2 separate regions of the Mus musculus genome follow, and region 1 is linked to region 2. A link is a contact called in public promoter capture Hi-C data. All regions are on one chromosome and are shown on one strand. The core of a region is the stretch at or near the end of the contact, and the rest is flanking DNA. Distances in the headings are between cores, read along the strand shown. Region 1 has its middle 8.5 kb from the start of Gm32085. Region 2 overlaps Usp33 (ubiquitin specific peptidase 33).

What was found. Capture Hi-C pulls out chosen DNA fragments and counts their contacts.
Region 1: a contact with region 2 is called in a promoter capture Hi-C map of pancreatic islet. The contact joins two enhancer-like sites. A contact is called at or near these places in 1 of 39 promoter capture datasets (hippocampal neurons), 1 of 484 Hi-C or Micro-C datasets (bone marrow-derived macrophages) and 3 of 9 other capture datasets (adipose tissue, liver and pancreatic islet).

Annotation. Positions count from the first base shown.
Region 1 is chr3:152,687,937-152,691,139 of GRCm38.p6, reverse strand. No RefSeq gene overlaps it. Among named protein-coding and RNA genes, the nearest start is that of Gm32085, 8.5 kb to the left of the region's middle. Within about 2 kb of position 1,804, at least 8 of the 459 cell types and tissues checked have an H3K27ac peak or open chromatin away from gene starts, as enhancers often do. A contact at or near this core is called in pancreatic islet, where this site is marked.
Region 2 is chr3:152,360,992-152,364,274 of GRCm38.p6, reverse strand. It overlaps Usp33 (ubiquitin specific peptidase 33), which reads right to left. Exons shown (of 24, transcript NM_133247.3): 6 at 2,273-2,375; 7 at 228-297. Among named protein-coding and RNA genes, the nearest start is that of Usp33, 16 kb to the right of the region's middle. Within about 2 kb of position 1,329, at least 3 of the 459 cell types and tissues checked have an H3K27ac peak or open chromatin away from gene starts, as enhancers often do. A contact at or near this core is called in pancreatic islet, where this site is marked.

The DNA.
Region 1 (3,203 bases), core at 555-3,054, 330 kb before region 2:
GTCTCCACTTAAGCCACTGTGCGCTGGCTTACATGGAGCTGTGGGAACTGCTTCACACGGGTTACCCCAGCACTCAGCCCTCTGAGGTGATACAATTTTACCCCTGTCATTCAGATGAGGAAATTAAGGCACCGGGAGTTGCAGTGACTTTTTGCCCTCTTAGCTGCTAAGTTACGCTGTCTCTTTTCATCAAAACATGAAAAAAATTATATGAGTAAAAAATGAAGTAAATTTTAGTCTAGTTCATTGTGAGCTTCTCAAAGTAAGATTTTAGCGGGGTAATTCTTATTGCATGTTGGTTGCAAGCAATATGTACAGCCATGCATGAATTGTCAGAAACTTTTTAATAAAAACAGATCTCACCATGCCAATGGACATTATAAATATAGTGGTCACCTGAAGAACAATATATGGCGGGGGGTGGGGGAGGGAGCTGGGAGCAAGCTGAGGGGCAGAGATGAAGGACAGGAAATTAGCCATGTCAGTATCTTTGCCGTTAGTGATGGGCCAGCCCTCAAAGCCAACGGTGGAAGGCTTTCGTCTGTCTGTTGGACAAGAGCCCTGCTCCGTAGAGGAGTTTTAGACATAAGATGTTAATTTTAACAAAAGATGATAAGTTCTTGCTGTTGGCGTGTGACTGACTTATATAACATGAGACCAGCAAACCCTCACGGTAGATAAAACAAACAAAAACATGGCCTATGCTTAACTCTGGGTTGTTGGGCCTAAAATTCCAGGGCTGCAGCAAAGACAAGAGCCAAGAAGCCATAGCGTGCGTGCGTGCGTGTGAAGGACGAAGAGCGCCTTCCCAGGGCCCAGGGCCCAGCGTGCCGGTCCAGGTGCGTCTCCATCCCACAGGCCACAGAAGTCATCACGACGCACTTGCCACACTGAGGTAGCATTAGTCTGGGTAAGTTCACCAAGAGAGGACAATCCGTTATTTCATCATGCCCTCTCCCCAGAGGAGTTTATCAGGAGTTTTAGCGTATGGAAATGCGCACTACTTCATTATGCTTTTTAAATGTTCAGCTTTTATTATTAGGGGCTATTTTTATTTTGGGGGAGACCTGTACATTGGCTGTATCTAGTAAGCATACTAATATTGGCGCTGTTGGGTTGAACAGGAATTCAAAAGACTCTTTTAACATGTCCTTGTTGTCTTTTGTAATGCTGTATAATTGTGGCAGGAACACGGGGAGTACCTCCTGTGCCCATGCTGTGGTACCCCCTGAACAATCACACCTTGCAACAGGCCAAGTATAAAGAAAGTTTATTGTGGGGAGGGAGGGAAGGGGACCTGGGAAAGGGGTAGAGGCAGAGCAAGGGGGACACAGAGGACAGAAGGGAGAAGGAAGAGGAGGGAGGGGAGGAGGGAGAGAGAAAGAGAGAGAGAGAGAGAGAGAGAGAGAGAGAGAGAGAGAGAGAGAGAAACACAGAGAGAGAAACAGAGAGAGAGAGAGGGAGAGAGAGAGACAGCAGTCCCTCTTTTAGGCCTTGTACCCACCTGGTGGCGGGTGATGATGTAAGCTGTTGCTAGGTAGCAGTTGGGTAGAAGTTTACAGTTAGATGGTGGTGACCCAATGCCATTTGAAGCCTCTACAATCAGGCTTCAGAAACCTGTGAGAACTGAACTCAATATTCCAGCTTTAAGGCTCCTCTGCTTTGAGCTGCTCCGGATTGATCTCCTTCCTTCGTATCCATTCACGCACTTGCCTTGAGTGCAGAGTCCAAACCTAGAATAGTTTCTATGACAATAAGGCAAAGCAAACAAGCTGTAAACTCACTGATCCTTTAGACAGACCTCAGGGGAGCAATCTCGAAACACGCTGTGCAATGCAGTGTCAGGGGCCGGAGCCAGGCAGAGGCTAGGGAGGCGAGGGTGCGAGACAAGGGGTGAGAAAATGTGAAGTTGACATCAGAAATTCTTGGTCTTTTTCCTAATGTGACATAAAAATATCTTCACTGAATAACAACCATGATATATAGAGCTAATAATTTAATTGGCTCAAACGCTATTTTTTGGTTTTGGACAGAAAAACTAAAAAGCATTCCCTAAATGACACAGACTATGTCCTCATTAGTAACACTGACAAATTTGAGTTAGTGGCAAAATGAGGATAGATAAAACGTATTTTTTTTTAAGATGGCTGTTTGCATTCTAATGAGAGAGAGAGAGAGAGAAACAAAAGGTGTGGATTTAGGTGGGCAGGTTAGTAAGGAGAATCTGGCAGGATCTGGGGCGGGGAAACTGTAATCAGAATCTATTATATGAAAAAAATCCATTTTAAATCTATCTTAAGGAAATTCCTAAACTCGATTACAAATACCTTGACAGCATTTCAGAAAGCAAGCCGTCGAGAGGCTGGACAGACTGCTCAGAGGTTAAGATCCCTTGCTGCCTTGGCAGAGGGCCTGAGTTCAGTTCTCACAGCCGCCTGTATCTCCAGCCTGGGACACCAATGTCCTCTTCTGGTCTCTGCAGGCTCCTGCATAAATGTGGCATACACTCATATATACATATAAAAAATAAGACAAAATCTTTTAAAATGATCATTTCATTTCCTATTTTAAGCAAGAAATCCAAACAAGTTTTGTAATTGATTATCTTGCCAACAGTCTTAGTCAAGACTTGGAATATTTTCCAGGAATTAAGTCCTATCAAATTAAGCATTTATTGTTTTCCTCCAGATGATAAATTGCCCTTAAAATTATCTTTCCAGACAAGTAGATTAGAACTTCTAATCCTTTATATATATAATAATAATCACAGAAGTGAAATAAATATTAGAAGACACAAACTCCCTTGTGGCAGAGGTTATAGCCTGGCTTTTTTCCCCAGCTGTTTAATTTCAAAATTTTCCAGCAGTTGAGGAGTCGGCTTATCATATGGATTGTGCACGGACAATATTCTTTTGGCAAGGTCAGGGAGATGTCAGGGAGCCATTTCTTTCTTGGCTTCCTATGTTAAAGAAGAAATCCAAGGTAGTTAGTACAAGAGACCACATATCAAAAGATAAGAAGTCCTGGGAGGGTGCACAAACACAGAGTGTATTCGTAGTCTGTAATCTCTATCTTTAATCCCACAAAACCACCAGTGGTCAATCATAGGTGTTCTATCCTGATGTCTGCCTCTAACCTTCATCACCTCCCTAAGATCCCAAGTCTGAACACCACTGCTGAGTGAAGTTTCAACACACACAGTG
Region 2 (3,283 bases), core at 80-2,579:
TCTGGGAGTTAGTCACCTACCATAGCAACAAGCTATCTAAGCTAAACCTATGCACGACCTGAGTGGAGTGGGGTATATGTTTAGTTCCTGTACTTGGGAGGCATAGCCAGTCGGATCTCTGAGTTCAAGACCAATATGGTCTACAAAGCAAGTTCTAGGACAGCCAGAGAGAGAGAGAGGGTGGGGAGAAGAAAAGAAAGAAAACCCGTATTGGTCTCACTACTTACCAGTTAGAAAGAGCCTGCAGCGCCGCGTTCATATAACAAGTATTTCCAATGTTTTTCAAACCTGTCAGGCCTGTGAAAAAGAAATATTAAGTCACCATTCAGCAAAACATGAATGACTCAATTTGTTTGGTGTTTATTAAGAACAATTTCAAAAGTTAAAGCTATAGAATGGGCTGATAGTTCACTAGCAGAGCATATGCATACTGTGCATAGAGCCCAGAATTCAATGCCTAGTGGGCAAACATACACACATTCACTGGCACAGTACAGGAACAACATTAAAAACACAGACACATGGAGACACAGGGCAGCGCCTGAACAACTCAGTGGCCACACTGTTGGAAATTTCTCACTCTCTAAATTTTTAAGCTTTAGATAAATTCAAGGGTTTGTTAATTTAACCTAAAAATCTGCACTTAAAAAACAACCTTTTCTACTGTTATGTAAGAAAGAATACATGGGGTGGTCACAATGACTAGGGTCTCATTATGTAGCACTAACGTCCTGGAACTCAATCTGTAGACCAGCTGACCTTGAGCTCACAGAGATCCGCCTGCCTCTGCCTCCCGAGTACTGGATTAAAAGTGAGACACAACCAGTTTAAGAATATATTTTAAATAATCTGACTTAAGATTACAGTTCTCATTTGGCCCAAAGCCCAAGTGGGAAGTCAGCCTGACGTCTGTGATGGGCATGGAGCACAGTGCCTTCCACAGGCTGCATTTACCTCGTCTGTTGGTTGGCACTCTATTTTTCTCAGTTTGCTCTATCATTAAGAGAGAAAACAGAGACTGACAACTCCCAACACAACAAAATAGAAACAATGACAAATATCTCAAAACTAGAATTATAAGCAAGGTGTGGTGGTGCACACTTTTTTAAAGATTTATTTATGTATTTATTTTTACTTAATGTATATAAATACACTGTAATTTTCTTCAGACACACCATAAGAGGGCATCAGATCCCATTACAGATGGTGGTGAGCCACCATGTGCTTGCTGGGAATTGATCTCAGGACAGGGAAGGGCAGTTGGTGCTCTTACCCGCTGAGCCGCCTCTCCAGCCCCTTGGCGCACGCTTTTAATCCCATCACTGGGGAAGCAGAGGCAAGTAGATCTCTGTGAGCTTAAAGTCAGTCTGGTCTACACAGCAAGTTCCAAGACAGCTATAAGTATGTAATAGAGAAATTCTGTTTCAAAGAAAAACAACAACAAAAAAACCTAAAAAATAAACTTAAAAAAACCCTACTGCAGCTCAGTAGAAGGGTGCTTGTCTAATATGCACACAGGTCCTGTGTCCCAACAACTAGCGGAACATTCAGAGTTTACATTAAGTACTGTGAGCCTTGAGAACAGGAAAACCAGCTGGGCGTGGTAGCACACGCCTTTAATCCCAGCACTCAGGAGGCAGAGGCAGGCAGATTTCTGAGTTCAAGGCCAGCCTGGTCTACAGAGTGAGTTCCAGGACAGCCAGGGCTACAGAGAAACCCTGTCTCGAAAAACCAACCAAAAAAAAAAAAAAAAAAAAAAAAAACCAGGAAATCCTGTCCCACTGCCTCCTAGTGTGGAAGTTCAAAGTTCTGAGTGACTAGGTCAAGAGGAGCCCTGGAACCGCCTGGCTCCTTTTCCAAATAATGCCGCCCCCTTACTCTTGTCTTCCTTTCTTTTCGTTTCTTTTTATAGATGCAGGTAAAATAAGAGCAGTGTAAGCTAACCTCTGACCTCAGCCTCCTCAGCGCTGGGTAAGACGTGCAGTCTGCCAAGGTACCGACTTCACATCACCCTAGCAACCCTTCCCTGGCAGGTGAGAACCCAAAAATAGGTCAACGGCTAAAGGCTCCCAGAAGACAAGGGAGAGTCCAGCTGTGACAAAGTGACACCAGACAAATCAAGTTTGCAATTACTGCAAACGCTGGTCTACAAGATCACGTCTGTGGGCTCTGTCCTTAATTATCATCTCTCATCTGTTTTGAACTACTCATTATGCAGCTTCCTAGTCAAATGGGCAGGGCCGCAGAGAGGAGCACTGACAGAAGAGCCCACCTCTAGCCTTCAGCTCGTCTTCCTCTTCCACTTCTATATCCAGATCTTCAGACACAGCAACCATGGGGGTTTTCAATGCTGGATTACTGGGAATTTTAAAATCCTTAATAATAAAAAGAAAACAAACTCGAATAAATCCTTATGCTATCAAAACACACTTTAATTTTAACTTACATAACATTTACACCACATATTGAATATTGAAAGATATTACCGTAACAACAGAAACTGGCCAGCATAGTGGCACGTGTTTGTAACCCCAGCACTCAGGCAAAAAGATCAGCTCAAGTCCAGTCCTGGTTGGTAAAAGGTTAGAGGGCAGCCTGAGCTACATGAAACTCTGCTCAGAAAACAACCGTAACAGCAGGGCTAGGACGCTGGCTTAGTGCCGAGAGCATGCGGGGACCCGAATTCTACTCCAGCACCTACATCAGGTTGTTCTTTCTCAGCTGCTGCCACCCCGGCGCATAGGGGTCTGAAGGCTCCCTGGGTTCCTAAGGCGCCTGCACTTACACATAAAGAATGTGTGCCATTGGCAATTATTATAAAGTTTACATTTAGGTTTTGGTAGTTTTGGCTATGTGGATCTATGTAAAGATACATGTGTGCACGGCTGCAGAAGGCCGAGGCAGCAGGTCTCGGAGCTGGAGCCAGAGGTGGTGCTCGCTCACCCAGTGTGGGTGCTGGGAACCAAACTCAGGTCCTCTGCAAGAGCAGTGTGTACTCTTAACCTCAGTCGCCTTTCCAGTCCCCAAAACACTTTCTAAAAATAATGAAAAAATTTCCCCCCAAAAGTGACATTTCTGCATTTAAGCCCAAGAACTAACTTTATCTAACTTAGTACCATGCCTGATCTTTCCCAGTCTCTAACTCCTACAGCAACAAAGGATGTGAGAGATATGCTCATCCACAGACAGCCCAGCTTCTCTGTATGAGTTACTGCTTCACACACGTCCACACGACCTAAGGCTTCTATAAACGAGCATCAGCCATCTCTGCACGAGGGTTTAA